Regions from separate parts of the Mus musculus genome. Here regions 1, 3 and 4 are each linked to region 2. The links are chromatin contacts, called in public Hi-C and HiChIP or PLAC-seq maps. All regions are on one chromosome and are shown on one strand. Each heading gives the region's core, a stretch centred on a gene start, on an enhancer-like site or on the middle of the called end of the contact. The rest is flanking DNA. Distances are from core to core; before and after follow the strand shown.

Region 1 (3,336 bases), core at 248-2,747, 1.5 Mb before region 2:
GATCTTTTAGGTACTGGGCACTGAGCTCTGAGCACATACATAGCAAAACATGAAACAGAATCTCTGTCCTTGTAGAGCACTGGTTTGAGAAACCAAAAGGAACACATACCAAAACATGGCTTTGGAGGTGATGGGAAAGTCGAGGCTTGGAAGTGCACATGACAGTGCAGAATGAGAAATGGGGTTAGTGGTCAAGCCCCGGTGGCAGGCCACTTTTGATTTGAGCCCTTACTTCACAACTTAGACGACTTGCTTCTCTTTCCAGAAGCTTCAGTTTTCTCATCGGTGCAATGGGGCCAAAGTGGGGGTAGGGGAGCCACGATCTCAGGACTTAGAGAGAGGCTGTTACTGGCTAAGAAGCCCTGTTTCTCGGTGTCTTAACATTGACAGTTGTCACCACTGTTCTGTCCTGTAGGATGTGACCTTGTTTGGATCTCTTCTTCTTTCCTGGGATTTTATCCTTGGATTCATTGAAGGCGGATCAAGCCCCTTCTTCCTTCCTTCCGGCTTTTGCATTTGTAGTTCCCCTTAGTGGGACCACTCTTTCTCCACCTGGCACTTTCACATTCTTTTGTGTTCATGCCACCCAGGAAGGAGAGGCTTCCCCCTCAATCTCAGACTAGAGTAGAATGCATCCGAAACATCTTCATGTCTAATTGTTTTCATATCTCTTATCATCATCATCTGTTATATTGATTTTTTTCTTATTCGCATTAATACAGGTTCCCAGAGGAATCTTTGCTCCGTGGAGCATCCCCGGCCCCAGGACCCGTAACTGCCACTTTATCATAAATGGTGTCTGGAATGAATGGATGAGTGAGGGCGAACACGAATGCCCCGGCCTCTGCATCCTTGCTCTGCTGCAGCGGCGGGCTACCTGGCTATTCACACATTGTCCACCACCCCTCGATCCCCGCGTGGGGAGCTCGCACGGGAACCAAGTCGTACTAGCGAGCCGCTTCCTGCCAGCATGGGCGGCGGCCGCTCGAGGATCTTGCGGCTAGAGTGCTCGCGCGTGAACCCCGCCCCGCCCCGCCCCGCCCCCACATCCAGGCCCCGCCCCACAGATGCGCTCCCCGGACTGTAGGCCCTGCCCATTCCCGCCCCCTTGCCTCAGGCCACGCCCTTCTCTCCTCCCCGTCAGGCCTCAGGCTCAGGCTCCCGCAAAATGCTTGTTATGCTCCCGGCCCCGCCCTTATCCCCCTCCCCATCAGACTTCAAGCCCGGTCCCCGCCGGTGTTCTCAGGCTCGCGGAGGCACCCTTAACATCAGGCCCCGCCCTCGTCCGGCCCCCAGTTTAGGCCCCGCCCTTACTCGGTCCCCATCAGGCCTGCCTCAGGTCTGGTACCTCCATCTGCTCCTCAGACTGCGGCCCTTGCCCTCGCCCCGCCCTCAGCATCAGACCCCGCCCCTCACCCCGCCCTCCTAACAGGCCCCGCCCCGCCCGCCTCGCCCCCGCCGCTGAGCTCCTCTGGTCGTCGGCCCCCTCCCGCCTCATGTGGCCCGGCCCGCGGCGGCCGGCGGCTGAAAGCGGCGAGGCGGCGGCGCGCGAAGCCCGGAAGGCGGCGGCCGAGGCCCAGGCGGCGGACCGGAGCGGCGGGAGCGGGGCCCGGGTTGGCCCTCGAGCGGCCGCCGGCTCAGCATGCGCGCCCGCCGGGGGCTGCTGCGGCTGCCGCGCCGCTCGCTGCTCGCCGCGCTCTTCTTCTTCTCGCTGTCGTCCTCGCTGCTCTACTTCGTCTATGTGGCGCCCGGCATAGGTAGGAAGGCGACCCTGCGGCCACCCCACGCCTCTTCCCGCTGCGGCCCGCGCCGCCGCCCCGGCCGACCCCGCGCTCCGTGACTCGCCGTTTCCTGCCGCGCCACCCCGCAGCCCGCCCGCACACGCGGCCTCCTCCCTGACGCAGCCGCCCGCGCCCTCCGCGGCCGCGCGTTGGCTGCCCAGACCCGGCGGGGCTGCGGGCTGCGCGCCCCTTTCCCCTCCCCCCCCTCCTCCCTGGAGCCCGCCGCTCGCCCGCCGCTCATAGCGGACCCGACCTGCTCTGGGGACCGATGGGAAGTTTGAATTGGCCATGGAGGAGGTGCTGTGACAGGGGCCTTGAAGAAGCGGTGCCAGGTGGAAGGGAGGGGGGGGTCGCCCAGAGAAGAAACGGAATGGGTAGCAGTTCTCCAAGGTCCGCCCTTTAGAGGGGGAGACCGCCTGGAGAGAAAACGAGCCCTTCCCGGAACAGACTGGACGCTGATGAGAAGGCAAAGGCAGCGAGAGGGTTAAAGGCAGAGGACACTGAGGTCAGATGTCCTGTATGACCTTGGGCCCTCAGCTTCTCTTCTCTGTAAAATGGGGACACGAATCCCAGCCTTTAAAGGACAGAGGGCCATAAATGCCCTTTAAGCTTTTCTCCCTATAGCGGACGCCCAACGTCTTCGAAATAAATACATACATAATAAATAAATATTCGCTGTTACAGGTAGTTTGGGGGACAGAAGGAAAGAGTTTTAAGGAATGCGACTTGCCTCCCTTAGTGTGGTCTTGGAGTGCTAGTGAAAACTTCAGCCCTTGGTGAAAAATGAGAAGATGCTGTTGGGGGTGGGGCCGAGGGCGAGAATTCTGGATGGTTGGGATGGGTGCCGCTTAGGGGAAGTGCCTTTGAGATCGGAGTAGTAAATGCTGGTGTTCCCTGTTGACCTGGCAACTCTGAACTGGCAGAGAAATTTCCAGAGAAAGAGGGAGAGAGGGAGAGAGTCTCTCCCCTGATTATTTTTTTTTTTAAAGCTTGTTTCACTTGATGTTTAAAGTTGGTGTTTCATGCTGTCAGCCTGACCTGGGAAGATGGAAAAGCTAACTTGAGACTGTCCTCACTGATTTGGTGAGTGGCATTCCACCAGGGATGTATAATTATTGTGGCTTGTTAGGCTTGCTAAGTAGAAGGGCAGGAATTCTGGCTGAACAAGAATAGATAACTAATTAGTGAAATTAATTGAGAAGAGAGCTCATTAGCGAATAGGATATTAGATTCTCACAAAATGAGAGTGAAGTGATAGGTTTAAACCTGCAGGCATCTTCCAGCCAGACCCTCTATTTTTCTTCCTTTTGTGAAAGTGACAGGTGTTTCTGGTCTGGGTCTGTGTATCTCCTGTATCTCCATGGTGATCAGCCTTTTTCGATGAGAAAGAATAGAAGCCAGACTCTTCAACAGAAATGAAACTTACTTCAGATTTCTCTGTGGTAGGTCAGTGAAGCTCCTGTGTACGCCACCACCGCCACCACCAAGCTTAGAATCCCAAACCCTGTGTCACTGCAAGACTCAACTCTCTTGAGATTTCATTAGTGACTTTAGA
Region 2 (3,137 bases), core at 487-2,986:
CTGTCAGCCACATTCCATTAGGCACTGGATCAGCCTTGGTTGGTAGGCGGACCTCCCGGCTTCCTCCTCCATCGGTGTTCTTCCCAGAATCCCGTCTGCAGCCTTACCTTTGTCTCTTGTCTCCAGCCCAGTTACATTTCCCAGATAACCTCAGACAAGCCTGAATGGCAGCAGCATTCCTCAAACAAAGCTGCCCCAATAGGTCACCAGCATATGCCGGCAGCTTCCTGCTCTTTGCCCTAGAAAACAGTTCAAGTGATCAGAGCCTGGGAGAGAGGGAGGGAGGGAGGGAAAAGGGAGAGGGAGAGCACGGGAGTACGTGTGTGTGTGTGTGTGTGTGTGTGTGTGTGTGTGTGTGTGTGTGTGCGCGCGCGCGCGCGCGCGCTCCCGCTTACACAACAAGCTTTAATCCATGCGCTCCCCTGCTGTGTATGTATTCTCTTTTCCAATTGGGAAGTTAGGTGTCCCCAAGACCTATCAGCAACTCCGTGTGTTGTCGCCTCCCCTCACCCCCCAAGCCATACTTCATATGGCTGATAGTAGAGTCCGAAGCCACATGAAGGGGAGGGTGCCCGGATCAGGCCTCAGGTTCCCTGTTTGGTCCCAGTAAGGTTTCCCTCCCCAGTAAGAGCCGACCCTTCCCTTTGGGTGAAGCCAGGCCTGTTGTCCTGAGTGCCTTTGTCAGGCCTAGTGGCTCTGGAGTTGTCCCCTGCTGCTATCGACCTCAGCTGGTTCAAACAAAATCCTGTCTCCTTTCCAAAGCCAGGGTTTTGTCCTGCAGTACTGTGTGTTTAGATTCCTGGCTGGGTCTGGAGCCTGAGAGCAGATTCCCCAGCCAGGGAGAGTGCACACTGGCCTGCTGGGCATCTGTTGTCCTTGGGGGGCAGGGAGAGCAAGCCATCAGCTCAGCCCTTCAATTCCTTTGAGGAAACGCCTGGGGAGGCAGGAATGAGTCCTAGTTTCAGTAGCTGAGGGGGACTTTATTGCTTTCTGGGTCCACCTCCTGGTGTCTGGCTGCATCAACTGCCGGCCCCTGAAGAAAGGTGTTTATTTAGCGTCTTTTTTTTTTTTTTAAGAATCTTGTTAATTAAGGATGTTGTTGTTTTTAAAAAAATAGCTAAGAATAGGAGAGAGCCTTGGACAGTTTTTGATTCTCCTCTGTGCCTTTTCTACAAATGACAGTTTTTAGGAAAGAATCAGGCACTGGTCTCCCACCCAGCACCATCGGGGAGAATTCTAAGCAGGTCTGAGGAACTAGTTAATATTTTACTGGGGAGCAGAGCCAGAGATGGGGGGAGTAGGGGGACTGCCAATGTGAGGCTGTGTGTGTGAAATTGCCCTTCCATCTGCCTTAGGGGACGAAAAGAAGCAGTTCTCTGTGGAAATAAATTGAAGCAAGAAGCCTTACGAAGCCCAGGGGATTTGTCTGCCCACCAAACAGGGCCCAGTTTCCCCCCAGAACACACATACAGGGGCGATTGTGGCAGAAAGGGCCAACCTGTGGGTGTGTAGGCCTGACTATAATGGACGGGCTTGTTTCCTGGCCCGGTTTGACATCTTTCTCTGTCCCTCTGGATTTAAATGGCTTCTCTGACTGAGAGGCACTGCCTGTATGCCCTGGATTCACAAGGTCCACGCCTCCTTGGGAAGCAGAAGCGAGACAGCAGCTAGCTAGCTCCCTCTCTCTCTCTCTCTGCATCTGCCCGGAGAGCTGCAGCTGGTATTTTTCCACAGGCCCTTTTCTACAATCTCAGGGCCTAGTTTTTCCCAGCGAGGCCCAGAGTCCCAGAGAGGGTTAACAGGCAGGAAGCTGAAGGCATCACAGACTAAGACGGAAGTCAGATTTTTGTTTAACTGACAGGTTTAGCAGGCCTCATCGGTGGGGGGAGGGAGCAGAGGGAGGGAAGACTTAAATGGAGGCATGTGGCCTGCTAGCAACGCATTTGGCTTTTCTTAGGGTAAGCCTGGAGAGGGTATCTCCCTTGCCATCCTGACAGAGCCCTTTTTGGTTTGTCTTTGAGGATCGGCTGAGGGGTGGCGGTGAGAGGTTAGAGGTCTCCCAGTTTTGCAAATGGCTCTGTGGGCCTGCCTTTTTTCCAAGAGCCACTTTGACCATGACTAGGCAAACTTGATCGCTCCACCTCACAGCAAGCTGCACCTCTCAGCTCCCTGGAACCTGGGTGCCCCTTGCTGATTTGTTGGGGCTCCCTCGGGCTGCCTGTCTCACTCCCCGCGCGCGCCCCCCCCCCCCGCCCCCCTCAGAGGCCTGCGTCTGGCCTTGTCCCTATTGCTTCTGCCTCCCTGGGGCTCTCTCCACCCCTAAGCTCGACTTTGTCCTTTGAGACCCACTCAAGCTGGCTTGTTCTATAAAACGGCCTGCTCGCCTTCTTAGAGAAGGACTTGTGTGTGGGGGCAGGCGTGGATGGGTCAGCCAGCCCACCCCAAAAGGGCCCTTCCCAGTGGCGCGCTGGCTTCAGGCTTTGCTGGAGCAGGTCAGGCTGGCTGCACGGGTTTGCCTGGCCTGGGGGATCGAGCCAGGGGGTGGGAGAAGTGCTTGTGGAGGCCCCTGTCCCAAGTTTTCCCTCCTGCAGAAGGCCTAGCTTAGCCTGTCTTTTTCTATGCACAGGATGGCTCTTGCTCACCCGAGCCTCACAAAGATAATCGCTCAGGAAGTGTTTCAGCCAATCGGCGGCGGCTTTACACTCCGATTGGCCGGGGCAGCCAATCGGGGATGAGCTTTTATTAGGCGGCCAGATCATCAGCCGAAGTGCCAAACCCTTTTTCTGTGAGAACTAGGAGCCTGTCCTCCATGTTTTATAAGTATTGACATTACACAGTTAACAATGCATCCACAGAGGTAAGCTCGGCTTTTTAACCATCTTTTCCCCCCTCCCTCCGAGTCATCGAGTCGTGGACTAGCAGTGTGATTTCTCTGTAGCCTGGCTCTGCCACACTTCCCCCCCCAGAGCACTTAGGGTAACTTGGGACTGTTTAGAGAGATTTTTTTTTTCCTTTTTGGGTCACATGGCTAAGTAGCCATTAGCCATAGCTTGATTTTACAGACTGGTGAGGGCTTGGAATACCTTTATTTTGACCAGGACAAAGAATTTCTGGACTAGTTTGAAGCTAGATCCTGG
Region 3 (3,323 bases), core at 663-3,162, 1.5 Mb before region 2:
CAGGGGCTAGCGAGCTCAAGGCCAGCCCAGGTCTCACTAACTTAGTGAGAGACCCTGTCTCAACTATAAAGTAAAAGGGGTGGGCACAGCGGCACATGCCTTAATCAATGCCAACAAGTTTTCGGCCTATCAAGGAAGCATTCCAGGCCAACCAGAACTGCACAGTGAAACCCTGTCTTATGTAAATGAGTAGAGCACCTGCCCGGCATGCAGCAGACTCTAGATCACCTGCAATCCCTTTCTCCCCACCCAAAACAACAGAAAACAAAGGCAGGCAGGTGTGGGTGTGGTGGTACATGTCTTTAACCCCAGTACTCAAAAAACAGAGGCAGATCTCTTTGAGCTGGAGGCCAGCAGAGCAAGTTCCAGGATAGTCAGATCTACACAGAGAAACCTTGTCTGGGGTTGGGGGGAGGAGGATGCTCTCTGCCCCTTGAACTTAACGAGGGTAGCAGGGTATGTTAATCCATGCCTGTAATCTCTGCACTTGGGAGACAGATGCAGGAAAGCTAAGAGTTCAAGACCAAGGTCACCCTGGCCTACATACTGATACTCAGTGAGGACCAGTTTTATGGGCTACATGAACCTGTCTCAAAAAGAAAAACACAAACAGACTTCTAGGGTGGAACTGGAGTCTCCCTACACCCCAGTTTCAGTATTATTTACTTTCCTAGTCTACAATCTCCTTGAATTTTGGGTGCAGTGTGTGTGTTTGACTAAACTAGGGATTGACCTCAGGAATGGTGGGCAAGATTCCAGCCTTTAACTGACCAAGTCAGCTGAATCTGCCCCGTTTTTCTCCCTAGAATGCCCTAACCTACCCTACCAAACCCTTCTGGAATCTCAAATGGCTCAAGTTTCCTGCTCTGGAACATCCCACTCTATGCAAGGCTTCCGCCTGTGCTCTTAAGGTTAGGTCTGTAAACTAATGTAGTAGTGATGGAATTGTGACCACTGAGCACTGCCTCATTCCAGGACCCCATAAACTGATCAAGCTTCAAGCCCACATCTCAAAGCATTTGGCTCTGTATTACCTCTTTTATCTTGTCCTGCTGAGACTATGTGAATGTCTGGGACAGTACAGCTACACAACAAGATCTAATGACTTTCGCTCCTCAGTGGCCGAAGAGCTACCTGAAATGCTCTTAGTTAAAGTTCGGTATCAATTAAGGGGTTCCTTGTTAATTTTCTGGGGCTCATTTCAAAGAGAGAATTTGTAACACACAACAGTGTCCTGCCAAGCATGAAGATGGACTCGGGCCTTTTTAACACGTCATCTTCCCCATCTCTCCTCTAAGATTTCAAGCTGCGGGTCACGAGACGTCTTTCTCCCACCTAGGGTGGGCTCCTCTTCCCTCATGCTACCCAATTTCCATCCAAGCATCTGGCAAGGTCCAAAAACACCCAGTCCACACAAAAGTCTCCCACTAAAGCCTCGTGGCGGCTCCCTGCGGGCGGCTCCTGACGCCCAGGGCCGAGAAAAACGGTCAACTAGCAGTCAATGAATCAAAGAAACCTGCTGGGGGCAGACAAGAACAATGAAGGTTGCTGATGGTTACGGGGGATGCCAGGGGCTGCTCGTGGCAACGGGAGAACTTCCTGGATCAGGAGGAGGAGAGCCAGGGAACCCTGAGATAACCGGAAACCGGGAGCAGGAAGGACGTTCGCGGCTTCCGCCAGGCCTGCGCGTGGTCAGCAATGTCGGACCTCCGGGAGGCCTCAGGGCCCATGTTCTCATCCCGCCCCCCGCCAACCCTGGCTAGGTGGGCCCGCGCCACTCCACCCGGGCGCTCCAGGCCCGCTGTCGCCCGCCGGCCCGGCCCTGCCGCCTCCGCTACCCGAAGCCGCGCACTCACTCCTCCTCCGCCATCTTCTCCCCTATCCTGCGAGCTTCCGAGACTACAGAGTTCGGCGCCGCAGGGCTAGCGGGGCCGGCGGCTGCTTCCGGTTTCCGCTGCGGGCAGGGGCGGGGCTTGGCCTCCCAGGGCGACCCTCTGCGCTGTCCTCTCTGTGGCCTGGGAGTGGGACGACCTCTGGGGCTTTCTGTGGGCTTTTTCCGGCCAGGCTGTGTGACGATCTGGCCTTGGGACATCCGGACTTTTTTTTTTTTTTTTTTTTCCGGTCCCCGGGCGGGAAAGATTTGGAGGAAACTTTTGAGATCTGGGTGACTCAGCTGTGAGCCAAGCCGTCCGCCCCGCGTGAGAATCCCAGGGCTCAGAATGGGGGAAAGTGGTTTCTCTGGGCGTCCGGGCCGGCTGTGCGGAGCGGAGGGAGTCCGCAGGCGCGTTCCGAGGCGGCCTCAGTTTCCCCTGCTGTGGGGAGAGTAGACAGAGGGTCTTTGAAACGCTAGACAGTGTACTTACTCCGATTATAAAAGTTGAGAGCTAGCAAGGCAGAGGTTGGACATTCCCCATTGGTTTATTGGTTGGTGTGGTAGATGTGAAAATGAGATCCAGGACAACTTGAGGGGTTTCATTCTCGCCTTCCTCCGTGTTGGTCCTCGGCATTGAACTCTGGTAATACGGGTTGGCGGCACCGCCTTTACTCATTGAACTATCCCAACAAATTTTTCTTAACCTTTGTGTGTGCGGGGGTGGGTGGGGTACATTAGGAGGTCCCAGGTTATCAGATGTCTTCCTTACTCACGCTCCACCTTAGTTATGAGACAGTGAACCTGAAACTAGGGACGCGACATAGTGGCTAGCCAACAACTCCCAGGGATCCTCCTTCTCAGTCTCCCTGTCCCTATGGTTACAGATGCCAACAGCTATCCCTGGCTTCTGTGTGGATGTTGGGAATACCAACTGAGGTCCTCGTGCTTGCGTAGCAAGCGCATTGCCCACTGGGCTTTCAACACCGAAGATAACTTGAACTGTCTAGTCTGTATTGCTTAAAACTGGCCTGGTACTGCTGAGGTCTTTATGGGACCTTCTGGGTGTTCTCCTTCAGGGCCCCTTCCACCCTAGGTAGTTCCCCCCCCCCCCCCCACTTAATAACGCTTAACAGATATGTCACTTTCCCAAAGAACGATCCTTCTGTCTCATCCTCTTGAGCAGTTGGGACTGGAGGGTGAGAGACACCCCTCCCCACCCCCATTCAGGCATCTGTCTACTTCTGTACAGGGGTGGAACCTAGGGCAACACATATGGCAGGCAGGTGGTCTTCCATTCAGCTAACATGCCCAAGTTCTCTGTAGAGACCTACTGTATGCTGAGATGTACCTTGTGGGGTTCAGACTATACAAAGGAACTAGGAAAGCCAGGTATAAGGCAAGATAAAATTAAACGAACAAGGGAAGCCTCACACATTAGCTGAGAACAAAA
Region 4 (3,067 bases), core at 48-2,547, 1.2 Mb before region 2:
ATTCACATTTTTATCTGAGTGGGTCAGGGTGGATATCAGAATACAGTAATGGAGGATAGCCATTGTCACATCTTGAAAAGCACTAGCCTGCAAATACTTTAGCAGACATGTTTCATTGCCTTTCTAAATACCACGCATATACAAAAGAAATCTCAACCCGGCTCAGACACTGCACCCACAAACTGCTGAATGCTCCCATATCAACAGCCAAGAAAATGTGTTACAGACTAATCTCAATGGGACCATTTTCTTAATCAGTCCTTTTCTCAGGCAGTTCTACCAGGACACTTTAAATAACAACAGGGCTCTGCATCTCCTGTGTCAGTATGTACAGATACACAATTAAAAGACTTTAGTATACTTTGATAATAAGGCTCAATCCTCGGGGCTTTTAAAACAACGAACCTCAGCAGTAACTCTTGCATCAAATTCCCTATCACTGCCCACTTAAAGGCTCTTCAAAGCACGTGATTGCCACTTTAGGCCACTAGACGAATGCATACCTTAAGACTTTCAGATGGTAGGTGAGTTCTCATCTCCCTCGATGCCCTTCTCTCCCTCCAACCTCCATGCTGTCCTGCTTGGTCAGGTCAACCTACAAAACAAAAGCGTCCATCACCACCTATATCCTCGACCAGGAACAAAGAAGACCAGGGTCCTCGAAGGCTGGTGTTTATCAGGACAAACTGGCAAATGTTTTAAAACATCAGCACTGTCGATATGACGGGGAAAAAAGTGAGTTCATCATTTACACCAGCAAAAAGCTTCCCAGGCCAAAGCAGAAGGCGTCTTTTCCACTTGAATCACGTCTTCGAAGGTCAACCTGGGGATCGCGCTCCATAAGCAACACTTGGAGACTAGGAGCGGTTACAGCGACTAAACTTGATAAGAGGTTAACAAAAAAAAAACTTGTGCTGTGTGGACTCAACTCACCATCTGCAAGTTAACCCCGGAGGGACGAGACATATCGGGAACAAAGCAAACGCTCTAGGAGCCGCCGGAACGAAAGGACGAGAGCGGCGGCGAACCTTCCTTATATAGACCTTGGCGGCGCGTGCGCCTGCGCACTGTGCCCATGGCGCGTCGCTTCCGGGCGCGACCGCTTGGCGTCCTGGGAAATGTAGTCCCCGAGCCGCCCGGCCCCAGCTAGCTAATGGTTGTCCAGCCAGTGTCTAGCCCCTCCCCGTGCTCACTGGGCCTCCGGGGCTTCTCGGCTTCCGCGCCATGTCGCGCTTGGCACGCACGAGCCGCCCGCCGCGTCCCCCTGGCTCCGGGGCCAGCCGAGACCTGCGGCCGCCCGGGGCGCAGTCAACCCGCCCCCCGCCGCGCCCTCCCCTCCGCCGCGCCCGCGGGGAGCCGCCAGTCCAGCCGCCGCCGCTACCGCGGGCGCTGAGGCGACGCCGCCCTTCCGCCCGCCCCGAGGGCGGGGGCGCAGGCGAGCCCGGCCTCTCGCTGGAGCCCGCGGCACCGCCTCCTCGTCCTGCGCGGCCTCCTCTTCCTCCGGGCCGCCCACTAGGCTACTCGCCCCGCCCAGGGGCTGCAGGGACTGGAAACCGAAAGTTCGCGGTGCCGGGCGGGGCCGCGACCTGCCAGGGCCGGGGCTGAGCTCTAGCCCTGCGGAGGACGCGCCCGAGCCGGTGAGTGGCCTCCGCCCTATCACGCACCTGCTTCTGCGGCGCTGCGACCGCCGGCGTCCCGCTCTGCCTCCGGCCGGGTGTCAGGTTAGCCTTGGAGTCCCTATCTGCCCCACTCAGCGCCCCCACCACCCCCGGAGTCCCTGTCCCCTTCCCTCAGTTCTCCTATAGTCCCCAGAGTCCATGTCCCCTTCCCTTAGTTTTCCTATAGCCTCCAGAGTCCCTGTCCCTTTCCCTCAGTTTCCCTATACCCCCGGAGTCCCTGTCCCCTTCCCTCAATTATCCTGTAGCCTCCGGAGTCCCTGTCCTCTTCCCTCAATTATCCTGTAGCCTCCGGAGTCCCTGTTCTCTTTCTCTCAGCCCCCCCTATAGTCCCCGAAGTCCCTGTCTGCTTCTTCAGTTTCCCTATAGCCCCCAGAGTCCCTGCCCCTTTCTCTTAGTTTCCCTATAGCCCCCAGAGTCCCTCAGTTCCCCTATCATCTCCGGAGTATTTGGAATCTCCCATCACCCCTAGGATCTTTTTCCACTCCTTACCACCCCCAGAGTCCTGTCCTCCCACCTCCACCGTCACCCTCCATCGTTCCCTGAGTTAAGTCTACCTGGTTATCAGCAGCCCCATTTCCCAGTCCCTGTTTCCTCTCCTCAGCAGCCCCATCACCCCTAAATCCCTGTTCCCTTCCATTAGCCTCACCATCACTCCCCAGAGTCCCTGTCTCCTCTCCTTAGCAGCCCCCATCACCTCCAGAGTCGGTGTCTCCTCCCTCAGTACCCAGCGTATCCTGAGCCGCGGGCACTGCCATTACCTGCTTCGACTCTCTTCAGTTCATCTGTCACCACCCTGATCACACCCCACCTCTAGTGCCCCTTCATCTCAGCACCCAGTCATCCCCTGTGCGTAGTTGTCCTGCCTCTGCTCCCGGTCCCTGGAGCCCCACTCTCTCCATTTCTCACCTATTGCTATACCCACTTGTTCCACAACCACCCTGGGCTCCCCATCCCTAGGCCCTGCCCTACCTCTGAGTCCCCCCCAGATCTCTCCTGCTTTCTGTAACCTTACAGTGTTTCTCTGAGGGATGTATGGTGTGGCGACTTCTCTCGGGACTTGAAATTTACCTAGCTACAACCCAGCTGCCACCTCTTGCTCCATCCTCTTTCATCTTACCCTGTAATTAGAAGTCTCTAAATGTTATCCCTGCAACAGCTTAACCATTGCTGATCTGGTGCCCTCCCTGCCTTGCTTGCCCTCCCTGCCTTACTTGCCCTCCCCGCCTGCTCCTGCCACTCTTCCCTCGCCTTCTCTAGCACTTATTTGCTTCTGTTTTCTTTTACACTGCTGCTGCATTCTATTTTAGTATTTTTTTTTCAAAATGAGGAAGAAGGGATTTTCCTCAGAAAATTTTTCTTAAAACAAACACTAACCATTGAGCCTGCAT

Evidence for each region. A called contact is a pair of places that touch in the nucleus more often than the background predicts. HiChIP or PLAC-seq counts read pairs in DNA pulled down with a chosen protein or histone mark.
Region 1: a contact with region 2 is called in an H3K27ac HiChIP or PLAC-seq map of microglia, with 6 times the contacts expected there. The contact joins the promoter of B4galt5 here to the promoter of 1810021M19Rik in region 2. A contact is called at or near these places in 1 of 39 promoter capture datasets (pre-B cells), 1 of 484 Hi-C or Micro-C datasets (B cells) and 2 of 115 datasets of contacts at active chromatin or transcription factors (cardiomyocytes and microglia).
Region 3: a contact with region 2 is called in a Hi-C map of B cells, with 7 read pairs. The contact joins the promoter of Slc9a8 here to the promoter of 1810021M19Rik in region 2. A contact is called at or near these places in 2 of 39 promoter capture datasets (erythroid cells and pre-B cells), 1 of 484 Hi-C or Micro-C datasets (B cells) and 1 of 115 datasets of contacts at active chromatin or transcription factors (bone marrow-derived dendritic cells).
Region 4: an H3K27ac HiChIP or PLAC-seq map of thymic regulatory T cells shows a contact between it and region 2, with 7 times the contacts expected there. The contact joins the promoter of Zfas1 here to the promoter of 1810021M19Rik in region 2. A contact is called at or near these places in 1 of 39 promoter capture datasets (pre-B cells), 2 of 115 datasets of contacts at active chromatin or transcription factors (bone marrow-derived dendritic cells and thymic regulatory T cells) and 1 of 9 other capture datasets (macrophages).

The regions. Positions count from the first base shown.
Region 1 is chr2:167,347,339-167,350,674 of GRCm38.p6, reverse strand. B4galt5 (UDP-Gal:betaGlcNAc beta 1,4-galactosyltransferase, polypeptide 5) reads left to right here and starts at 1,497. Exons shown (of 9, transcript NM_019835.2): 1 at 1,497-1,757. The coding sequence starts at 1,643.
Region 2 is chr2:165,884,328-165,887,464 of GRCm38.p6, reverse strand. 1810021M19Rik (a long non-coding RNA gene) reads right to left here and starts at 1,736. Exons shown (of 3, transcript XR_866948.2): 1 at 108-1,736. It overlaps Zmynd8 (zinc finger, MYND-type containing 8), which reads left to right and starts at 2,627. Exons shown (of 23, transcript NM_001363020.1): 1 at 2,627-2,857. The coding sequence starts at 2,844.
Region 3 is chr2:167,420,299-167,423,621 of GRCm38.p6, reverse strand. Slc9a8 (solute carrier family 9 (sodium/hydrogen exchanger), member 8) reads right to left here and starts at 1,912. Exons shown (of 17, transcript NM_148929.3): 1 at 1,857-1,912. The coding sequence starts at 1,870.
Region 4 is chr2:167,061,164-167,064,230 of GRCm38.p6, reverse strand. It overlaps Zfas1 (zinc finger, NFX1-type containing 1, antisense RNA 1), which reads right to left and starts at 1,297. Exons shown (of 5, transcript NR_138563.1): 1 at 934-1,297; 2 at 504-595. Znfx1 (zinc finger, NFX1-type containing 1) reads left to right here and starts at 1,216. Exons shown (of 14, transcript NM_001033196.2): 1 at 1,216-1,721. LOC115486178 (a small nucleolar RNA gene) reads right to left here and starts at 758; the gene lies at 666-758.